Linked DNA regions of Xenopus laevis: region 1 is linked to region 2. Evidence: chromatin contacts called from public Hi-C data. All regions are on one chromosome and are shown on one strand. Each heading gives the region's core, a stretch centred on a gene start, on an enhancer-like site or on the middle of the called end of the contact. The rest is flanking DNA. Distances are from core to core; before and after follow the strand shown. Region 1 has its middle 28 kb from the start of arid3a.S. Region 2 has its middle 13 kb from the start of wdr18.S.

The links. Hi-C and Micro-C count contacts between places; a contact is called where the count stands out from the background.
Region 1: a contact with region 2 is called in a Hi-C map of the XL177 cell line, with 4 times the contacts expected there. The contact joins two enhancer-like sites. A contact is called at or near these places in 3 of 4 Hi-C or Micro-C datasets (the XL177 cell line, the XTC cell line and animal cap).

What each region holds. Positions count from the first base shown.
Region 1 is chr1S:91,116,599-91,121,631 of Xenopus_laevis_v10.1, forward strand. No RefSeq gene overlaps it. Among protein-coding and RNA genes, the nearest start is that of arid3a.S, 28 kb to the left of the region's middle. Within about 2 kb of position 3,448, at least 1 of the 7 cell types and tissues checked has an H3K27ac peak or open chromatin away from gene starts, as enhancers often do.
Region 2 is chr1S:91,019,400-91,025,057 of Xenopus_laevis_v10.1, forward strand. No RefSeq gene overlaps it. Among protein-coding and RNA genes, the nearest start is that of wdr18.S, 13 kb to the left of the region's middle. Within about 2 kb of position 3,597, at least 2 of the 7 cell types and tissues checked have an H3K27ac peak or open chromatin away from gene starts, as enhancers often do.

The sequences.
Region 1 (5,033 bases), core at 2,198-4,697, 97 kb after region 2:
CACATAAATTATTCTGTATGCACATTAGTCCTTGTCTTAATGTCTCAGTCCCTAACATATTCATAGATACACACACTATAGCATGCTCTGATGTTTGGGTGCTTTACACCTGCTTTGAGCTGGCGGGAAGTTATTTCATTGTAAAATTTTCACAAAGAACTGTTTTACCATTAAATCCAATATGGCATGTTGAACCCAATACAGTATACAAGACAGCTTTAATCTTGTATAATGAAGCTTTGTGGAAAGGGAAATTAATCAACTCCATGACCTAATACTTGTTCTTTATTTTTAACACGTTTATGACTTTTGCAAATTCTCTGAATATTCTCATATGTATTATATAATATGCTTATGATTTCTGAAGCCCTCAGGAGACTTTCCTTTATTTTAGCTAGGGGCAAAATATGTAATAAATCACTACTAGTTTACTAGATAAGATCTCTGCTATGGATGTACTTGTTGGGATTCTGGCCAGCTCCTGATGAGCGCATGGGAAGCAGAATCTGTTATTAACCAAATTATTATATGGGTTATTTACTAAATTACTTAATGAGCTCATTGTTTTAGAGCATATATAAACTGGGGGTCCCAATTCGGTCAGTTGAGATTTCGCCTGTGGGGTTTACATGTGCAGCCACAGGACCTTTGGTATAACCATAGGACCATTGAAGCCATCTGAGCCTCGATCTGCACCCAGTCTTGATTGCGGAGAGGGGGTGTTTGCTTAGTTTGCTCATTCGGTAATGTATATTTTCTATTGTCTGTAATAAAACCTTTGCTTGTACGTTGCTAGTGTGTTTTGATATTTCCAAGAGACTCATAGAACCTTTAGTAAAACACCAGCAAAGTCTCCAATTAGTAAGGCAAACTTAGAAAAGGGGATCCAGAAGAATTCAAAATGAGTTAATAAGCATCTGTAAACAAAAGTAATACAGCACAAATCTTTGCTAAACATATTTCTATTTTACAAATAATTTTAAGGTTGCAATTTACAGCATGGGTGGAAGGGCAGAGGAGTACATACTGCTATGGCTGTATGTCCAGTGGTGCAGCCCAGCAAGGACTGTGACCCCTTTGCAGACTGCCATTCCTATTTTGGCCCCCACCCATGGAAGGTGATTCCTGTAGGGGAAGGAGATTGAAAGTTATGCCTTTGTTCTTTGCCATGTATGTATTTATTTATGTACAGGGTTGCTATCTGTCCAGTTTTAAACCAGACAGGCTGGTTTTTCAAGGGGTTGTCTGGTTAAAAATCGTCCAGGTTTCAACATTGTATAAAAAAATCTTTATACAAAGGAACTAGAGTTACCAACTGGCTCTTGGTTTTTTTGCCAAATAGAATTTATGATCTACAGAGCTTAAAGGGAATCTTAACCCACAAAAATTATTTTTTTTCAGAGTTCCCTTCTGAGAACATTTAAAAAAAAAAAAAATCTCTTTATTCAAAAGCACTCTGAGCACTTTCAGGCTGCTACTACCAGACTTTCTTCTGAACAGATGCCTTAAAAGGTCATAGTGTCATCAACCCTAAATGTCTATGCACTTTAAATGCACTTTCTGTATTCATTTAACCCTAGAGTTGATGTCTCTCAGTTAAACCAACAGCTTGATATTGGTAGTTTAAACCTATATGTATTTGAAATAGAGATATGGGACCTGTTATGCAGAATGCTAAAGACCTGGGGGTTTCTGAATAAGGGATCTTTCTGTAATTTGAATCTCCATACCTTAAGCCTACAAAAAAATGTAAAACATTAATGGAACCTAATAGAAGCCACTTGGCTGAGTGGTGAAACAGTTTTTAGAAAACTCAGAAAAGCCCAGCCCAGCTTAATTCTACTATATTATTATTATATTATATTATATTATTAAAACAGGGGGGTTGTGGGAGCACTCTAAAGGCTTTAAAGTATATATATATATAAGTATAATAAATGCTATTGCATATGTCCCAAATAGGGGTTATTTTGTTACAAAGTTATGATCATAAAATTGATAAGCCACCATACCACGTCAAGGTAAACCCCGAATGGCGGTCCCTAACTTGTTTTATTTTTTATGTGCATTTTAGCATTACCTGTAATCAATGTCCATTGAACGCTGTTTTTTCACTGAGGGCTAAATCCTCCCCAGCCAGCAATCAGGCTTTTAAAGGAGAGATATTCCCAAAACAAACGCCCAATTTTAAAAGCATAGGATCACCACTAGTTTAAAGGGGGGGTATGGGGTGCTACAACCACTGAAGCTACGCCACAGCTTCTGGCTAAATATACAATATCAAAACAGGGGGGTTGTGGGAGCACTCTAAAGGCTTTAAAGTATATATATATAAGTATAATAAATGCTATTGCATATGTCCCAAATAGGGGTTATTTTGTTACAAAGTTATGATCATAAAATTGATAAGCCACCATACCACGTCAAGGTAAACCCCGAATGGCGGTCCCTAACTTGTTTTATTTTTTATTTGCATTTTAGCATTACCTGTAATCAATGTCCATTGAACGCTGTTTTTTCATATATTATTATATATGATGCAAAGTAGTCGCACTCACAGGTTTACATCGATAGAAAGAATGATTTATTCATTGGCACAAGCTGACGTTTCTTTACATCATATCGGGATTGAAGCATTCTGTGGATTGCACCCAGGCACCAGTGAGTATTTTATCGTGAGAGCCAATATCTGTATATATATATATATATATATATATATATATATATATATATATATATATATATATATATATATATATATATATATATATATATATATACTGTTAAATTACTACAGAGAAAAAGGAAATCATTTAAAAAAATATTTTATTAAAGTGGAGTCTATGAGAGATAGCCTTCCTGTAATTCTGAGCTTTCCGGATAAAAGGTTTCTGGATAAAGGATCTTACACCTGTACATGTAAAATGCAAAGGTGCTCAGATTCTAACAATAGATAACAATTAAAGGAGGGAGATATGAAACCTTAGCTAAGTGTGAACAAATGCTTTAAAAAATAAACCCTTTAAACAATATACTTAAGTGAATGACGATTTGTCACCCACGCAAACTTGTTTCTCATGCCGATGACAAACCGAAAAATTCCTTAACATTACAGTACACAAAAGCTACCATGAAAATGTATTCCAATAGCATAATTGTACAAATGGTCGGACTGGGCCTGCGGAACACCGGGAAAAAACCTGGCCCAGCCCCGCTCCCTGGACTCCTTCTCCTCACCTCCCTCCCTGAACCTGGTCGCGTCCCTAACGCGACGGATAAAGGTATGTGCACAGTGTCGGACTGGGCCAGCGGGAAACCGGGAAAAAACCTGGTGGGCCCCGGCCCTCTTGGGCCCCCTCCGGCCCAGACCCGGTTCGAGATTGGCCCCCGTATGGAAAAAAAAGTTGTGCAGCGCTATAGGCCGGCGTTCGTGAATGCATACGGTGGGCCTGACGTTCACGCATGCGCGGGGTGGGCCTGTCATTCTCGCATGCACGCAGTGCGTGTGCCATTCGCGCACAAGCTTTTGCGCATGTGCACAGGGCCTCCTAGGTTCAGAATCCGGTGGCCCCAACTGCACCAGTCCGACCCTGTATGCACACACAAGCCCATGGGGGAAGGGGCTAGGGGAGAGAAGACTTCCTGTTGGGGGTCCCGGGGGATGTTGCAGGGGCCCCGAGGCTGCAGGCTCGGTGGGCCCTGGGCCCCCAAGTCCGACGCTGATTGTACAAAAATATAGAAGGAAGCATTCAGAACCCTGGTATGGCATTTGTATAGCACTTATTATATAGAAATGCATGTCAGCACTCTCCAAAAATTTGGAAAAGTAGTACAGATTAACACATGTGATTTGACATACATGTGGGAGAAGGTGTAATTCAATCATCTTAGGGCTTCTGTATTTAGGAATTGTTACAAAATGATGCATCAGTACTGAAATATTAAACACGAATTTGCCTGATGCTTTATCTATTCTTAATACTACACTCTTTTAAAATATTAATAGTCTCTTTCCCTGTAAGCTCTTATGAGCAGCCCAGTGTAAAGTCTCTGACTTCATGACTATACTGGTTTTTTAATTTATAAATGTTTAAAGACTGTCTACTCATCTCTCAGTAAGATGCAATAACAGTGTTTTAGACTAGTCAACTGCTGAGCTGCTGACTTCACTGCATGTGATCTGTGGGGGTAAGTAGAAGTTGTTTGGCCCCACAGCAAAATTATTTTAGGGCCCTCTTAAGACAGTTTTCATAAACATATTTTGAAACTACTCATCAGTCAGTTCTTCACCCAAATTAAAACTTTTCTTTCCCACACCAAAGCAGAACTAATCTTGTGCACACACTATCTCTCTCTCACATATTATCATGTATCCTCTGAATAAAAAGAGACAGCAAGAAGGTTCCGGATTCTTCCTATCTGGCTAAAAAAGCCTGTGTCATTAAAGAAATCAGAGAAGCAGCTATTGCTGCATTATCTGGACCAATGACAGGGTATAGGCCTCACATGTGGCCCCTGATTAATCATTAAGGCTGCAACATTTCACATCTAGCCCTTAAAGTTCCTATACTACTTGTACATTATGTATGGTTGGCTATAGAAAGATAAAAGAAAATATTCTTTGGAGTGATCCACTGTTAGAATTATCAATGGACAGAGGTAAATTACTTTGAGCAGCACGTGCCACAAAAGCATCAAAAAGGTAACTTTCTACTACCAATAGAGATACAAATTTGTATGCAGGAGTTTGTCGCCCATTTAGTCCAGTTGGTCTTGCTACAGATTGCAACTCTGCTGGTAATTTTCTTGACTGGCTGGCTGACTTGAATTCTAAGGCCTGCTTCTTGATAGGAATTCCAGTATAATATTTATAAAACTCAGTATACAGTACAATGAATAATGTCGGGACCAAGTCAGAAACTTTCATGGACTTACAAACTGCACTTCCCAGGTAGAAGGAGCGAGGTGGTTTTCTCAAAGACTCCAAATTTTATGAAAAAAAACCTTTTGCACCTGGTGGGGTAGAAGGGTCT
Region 2 (5,658 bases), core at 2,347-4,846:
CCCTGGATCTGGTTGCAGATAGTCAAGTCTGAACCTCATACAGTCAAGTCTGAACCTCATACAGTCATACACCAATCACTTATTGTTTTAGGTTGTGTATGTGAGGCCTTGCGCATGCCCCCCATAGTGTAACATTAATGCTGCAGTGCTTAAGCCTTGTCATTAAAACAGTAAATATTGTATTTCAAAGTAAATCAAGTAAAACAGACTTGTGTGCCTTGAGTCCTTTGAATAACTAGTTGTTTTTACACAAATTTTTCCTTGTCATCTGAAAAATTTAAAATGAGGGTTCTAAATTTAAAATACTTTCGGCTGAGTCTATACATTGTCTATATCTTACTTAATGTTAATTTCAATGGTAATTGTCCTTTCAGTCTATTTACATAGATGTATATTTACTATTAGTTTTTTCACATTCATTTGCCTGGTGGTGGTATAGTTCACCACTAAGGGGCAGCATAGCTCCAGTTTAGATGAGGTCTTGGTATAGTTCACGCATGCAAACGCCAAGGCAGGGACATACATACATGTTTCAGAGGGAAGCCAGGGTTCATTATTAATAATAAAAATAAGCATTAAATGGGAAGTTCACCATAAGGAAGAATAAAACTTGCCTCATTATGGGTGATTCTTAATTAAGTAAATTGGGACATACATACATGTTTCAGAGGGAAGGCAGGGTTCATTATTAATAATAAAAATAAGCATTAAATGGGAAGTTCACCATAAGGAAGAATAAAACTTGCCTCATTATGGGTGATTCTTAATTAAGTAAATTGTTTATTTGACCAATATCCCTACCAGCCAACAGACAATACAGTTGGCTAAAGGTTGTTTATATCTTTGCTTGCAAACTCCCTTTCCAAATAATTAGGAATTTAGCCCTAGTATATTTAACCCATTAAATGGCAGTAGTGTAGATTCTAAATTTCCAAGTTCCAAAATGGTAAATGTGCATGTAGGATTCTCTGGCTCAGCGTCCTCCTAGGCAACTGTAGGGGCCATTGAATCTTCCAGTGCACAGAGAAGGATTGGACTGTTTAAATTGTATTTGTATTTGACTGTCAGTTTAACTGACAAAGCATGAGCTCAATCAAATAAAGGGATGGTAAATAGACACCTGTAAAAATGGTGTAAAATACAGTACAATTCATCTGCAGACATTCTACAGGGCAGGTATCTGTATACTTATATTTATGTATTGCAGTGTTTGTCCTCCCTATTTCTACTATTATTGTAGTGTAAAAATGTACGGCTCTGAATATACTATTAGCATCATATAAATAAAGTTATACATACATACTGGAAACCAAAATTCTGTTTTAAAGAAGAAGGAAAGGCAAAAATCACCAAAAGTTAGGCAACCCCCAGTGATTCTATTGATTTACCTGATACCCCAGGTCAGTGCTCCTAACAGCAGAAAACTGCTCCGGCCTGAGGTTCTTCAAGAAAACAGCATTGAGTGATCTTCTTCCTGCTTCTTCTTTCTTTGCACGGGTGCGCAGTTCAGTGCGAACTTTAACAAAAAAGCTTGCCTTTTCACTTTACTGCACATGCTTCACCTCCAGAATTTGAAAGAAAGAAAGAAAAAGAGAATTGTTCGGTGGTGCTCGCTGAGAAGAACCTGGGCTCGGCAGTTTTCAGCTAACAGAGCACTGGCCTGGGGTATCAGGTAAGTGATTACAATCACTTGGGGATACCTAACTTTTGGCACCCCTAACTGATTTTGACTTTCTGTCTCTTTTAGGGCAGAGACACACGGTCAGATTCGTCGAAAATACTCACCCGGCGACAAATCTCCTCTTCTTCGGGGCGACTAATCTCCCTGAACTGCCTTCCCGCCAGCTAGAATGTAAATCTCCAGTGGGATGGACGCACGGAGCGCTTCCTCATGAGGCAACTTCGGGGCGACTTTGGAAAACAAATCGACCCGAGTGCCATCCTGACGGCAATTTACATTCTAGCTGGCGGGAAGGCAGTTCAGGGAGATTAGTTGCCCCGAAGAAGAGGAGATTTGTCGCATGTGACTAATCTCTCCGAATCTGACCGTGTGTCTCTGCCCTTAAGGGACAATATAAAGTTTCCCACTTTAGCTTAACGCTGGATGTCATTAATGGACTGTCTTTAGTTCCTTTTCATTATTCTTAGATATGGCAGTTGAGATATAAATGTGCATCCTCAACAATGCACCCTGTCTTCTACTGCAAACAAGTCATGATGGATTCAGCCAGTCGTGGCAGGTAATATCTGTCAGCACCTCACAGCAACAATTTGTTGTCTCCAATCGGAAAAAAAGGTGAGGTACTAGAACTCACAGATCAGTTGCTAAATATATAAACAACTATATGAAATAAAATAATTATTTGTTTAACAGTTAATACATTTCCATTAAATTTTTATTGATTTTTTTCCTAATAAAGACAGTTCAACTGTTCATCTTTTTTTTTTCAATTCTTATCAGGTTCAAGGATGAAAAGTGAAATACTAGAAAGAAAATGCTGTGATTCAGGTCATCAGAAATTAGCATTCTACATAGATTACAAATCAGCATAGTCAACATCTTATACACTGCTAACAAAGCTTGGGCTAATTATGTTACTATTTATATTTATGCAACGTATAAGGCAAATATGGTAAATTTCCCCCCTTCTATGGCAAAAACAATCTGTTATTTTCGTTGCATTATCAGCACTTTAAACAAAAGAGCAACAGGTAAACATTAAATTGCTGGTTATTGAAAAATGAACCTAATCTCTTGCTATCCTCCTTTTCTTACATTAAAAAGATAATGTTTTCCATATCACTTTATCAAAGAAACTAAATGATTGCCACAGTTGTATTTACTTGCAACATATGTTTTGTCAAATGCATATCATCCAGGATATGCCTTACCTTTCTGTAAAGTGGAAAACCATACATTAATCACAATATTTGCCTAGTTAAAGCAGTGGTTTGCTTTGCCTGTGTGTTGACAGAAAATATAATACTGAGTTAGTACTGGATTACAGACAATACTAATGAAACTGGCCTGAAAAGTATAAACAGCCAACCATTTCCCTAATGTTTTGATTTCCATGTGAAGCACACCTTCTTTAATGTTTTTGTATGGACATGAAACAGTGAATACGTGGCTGTGTATTAAAATGATCACGCAAATTACTAGAGGAGGGAACGTTTCTGTAGTAGTAGTAGTGGGTGTGCAAAGGCAATTTTCATATACTTTGTATATAGAAGGAAAGCTATATTTATGATTATCTAGGCACTGAGGTTTATTGCAAAGCCTTTAAGTGGAATTGGGTGAAGTTTTATCATCAAGCAGTAGGATCACTTGGGATGGAAGTGCTACCTCAGAGATAACCATAGCCACTCTGGCAAAGCATGTATGCTTATTAGTTGCCTTCAGATGTATGGAAAGTATGGCAATTACCACCTTCCTAAGGTGGTCAGTGTGCTGGTTACTGAATCTGAAGCAAAATACAGCCTGAAGGGAGCAAGAGAACACAAATAAAAGGCCACCAGTCAAAGAAAACACTGCTAAACATTCTGATGGCAGGTGAGGAATGTGTTAAGACGCGCCCTTATCAGACCACAGCTTGCATTTTTTTTCCTAATTTGGAAAACCACAAATACCTATTTGTAGTGGACACTAAACAAGCTTCAATTAAAGACAAACATGCTTGTCTGGATAATCCCTAATGTACTACTTCCTGTCTCACTGGGGGAGAGTATTTTTTTCTTCTCACTATCCTTTCCTCCATTCTGGCTACTACACCAACCCCAGTTGCCTCTTCTTATCTACAGCTTTATTTGCTTTAGTTCTTCTTTTGTCACAGATGGCAATTTTGGGAATTTTTCAGCCCATGCAAATTCACTGTTGGAGAAAAGACCAGGATGGACATTAGTCCTTAAATTATAAGATTATGGAAATTAATCAAATGGTAAAGATGATCATCATGAGGCCTAATGGGATGGACCTTGTGGAAGGGACAGACCTGACTGACATTACCATAAGGTTCAGTCCAGATGGCCAAGGAGATCCTCCTATGGCAACCTATAGTACATAACTGTTTTTCAGTTCCATGTGTTTACTGGTGCAACACACTTTCAGTGTCCCTCACTGCAAGTGTAGTCAAAGGCAGGCCCAAATGAGCTGATAATCTACTCAGCCGCTCCAGACCAGTTTGGTAGCTTATTGGCCTATGTTGGTGAGAAATTGATGGCCTGCCTGAATAAATATCTTGATGGAGTCAGCCAAATATCTATTGTGCAGGTTGAGAAATCCCATTGGACCATGAATGCATAAGGTTGTTGAACATGTTCACTCACAATGGTCCTGCCTAGGCTCCTATGATGGCAGATCCATCTAGCTTGATAAAGAGCCAGAGATGGCTTGAAGCGTTGCTACTATTGGTCTGTGCCATGTTTGAATAAAGGCCTTTTTATCACATTAAGAAGGTGCTGTTCTCGTTTATACTGAATTGTCTACGGTGTGTGGTGGCCACCATTGAACGTGCACCAGAAACAGTGGAGGAGTTGTGTGCTGACACAGAATCACTAATTGAAGATCCATCTAGCTGATTGCCATCATATGGGTGGCAATATCTTGGTGTGTTTGACCAGTTTAGGGTGATGGTACCCGTGCAGATTTCTAGGCAACTTCGGGTGACTCTGGAAAATGAAGCAATCCCAATGCCATCCCATCAGCAATTCACATTCTTGCCGGCGGGAAAGCATTTTGGGGAAATTAGTCGCCCGAAGAAGAGGCGATTTGTCGCGACTACTCTCCCCTGAATCTGCACATGTGCCACCACCCTTAAGGCTAATTTCACACTTTGCACAGTACCATTAATTCCTGTTGTTATTAACTTCAAAGGCATCCACCTGTTAATGCACACACGGTGTGGATTGTGGTTGAAAATGCATACAAGTGTTTTGGCCTGAAATCCTCCCCATGTCTACAGGGACTACATGATGCAATTTAAATCCCTGGCAATAGGCATAGGAAGTATCTGGGGTACTGGTGTTTTCTTTGCAGAGAAAACCCCAAGTGTAACCTTAGCCGTAATAGCATGTTGCTGAGTTGTGCTAATTCCCCTGAGGGTTATTGTCTGGAATGCGTCTGTAAAACCAACATACTGTATTGCTTCATTCTCTAATTCTCTCCACCCCTCCCACATTGTGTACTATCTTTGTAAAAACAAGCAAATTATTTTTGCTTCTTTGTGAATGAAAAAGTTGTAGTGAGTGAAAAAAGTACTGTAAATCACTGCTAATGTTCTATGAGTGCATTTATTATAATGATTTGGGGCAGGGTGTGTGATAAAACTGGTGACACTGACATATCAACCTTAAGGGGTATTGCTAATAGTGTAATATTGTGTATTGAGTCCTTCCATTTCTTCATAAGGTAAGAAAATAATTGTAGTAGAGCATTTGCATGCCTGTATTGGATTACTGTTAATTCCCCATAGTAGAAAAGACTGCAAGCACATTGGTTAACAAAGGTATAGGAGGAGAGCTCATCACCCTACTGTTGTCTCATATTCCCTCTGTGTATCAAGCATTTCCTAGAACTGCATGATGCAGCAGAACTGTTTTCATTGCTGGTATTTATTCTTGGGTATACTGATACTTTAGGAAAATGTTGTTTGTTGTTCA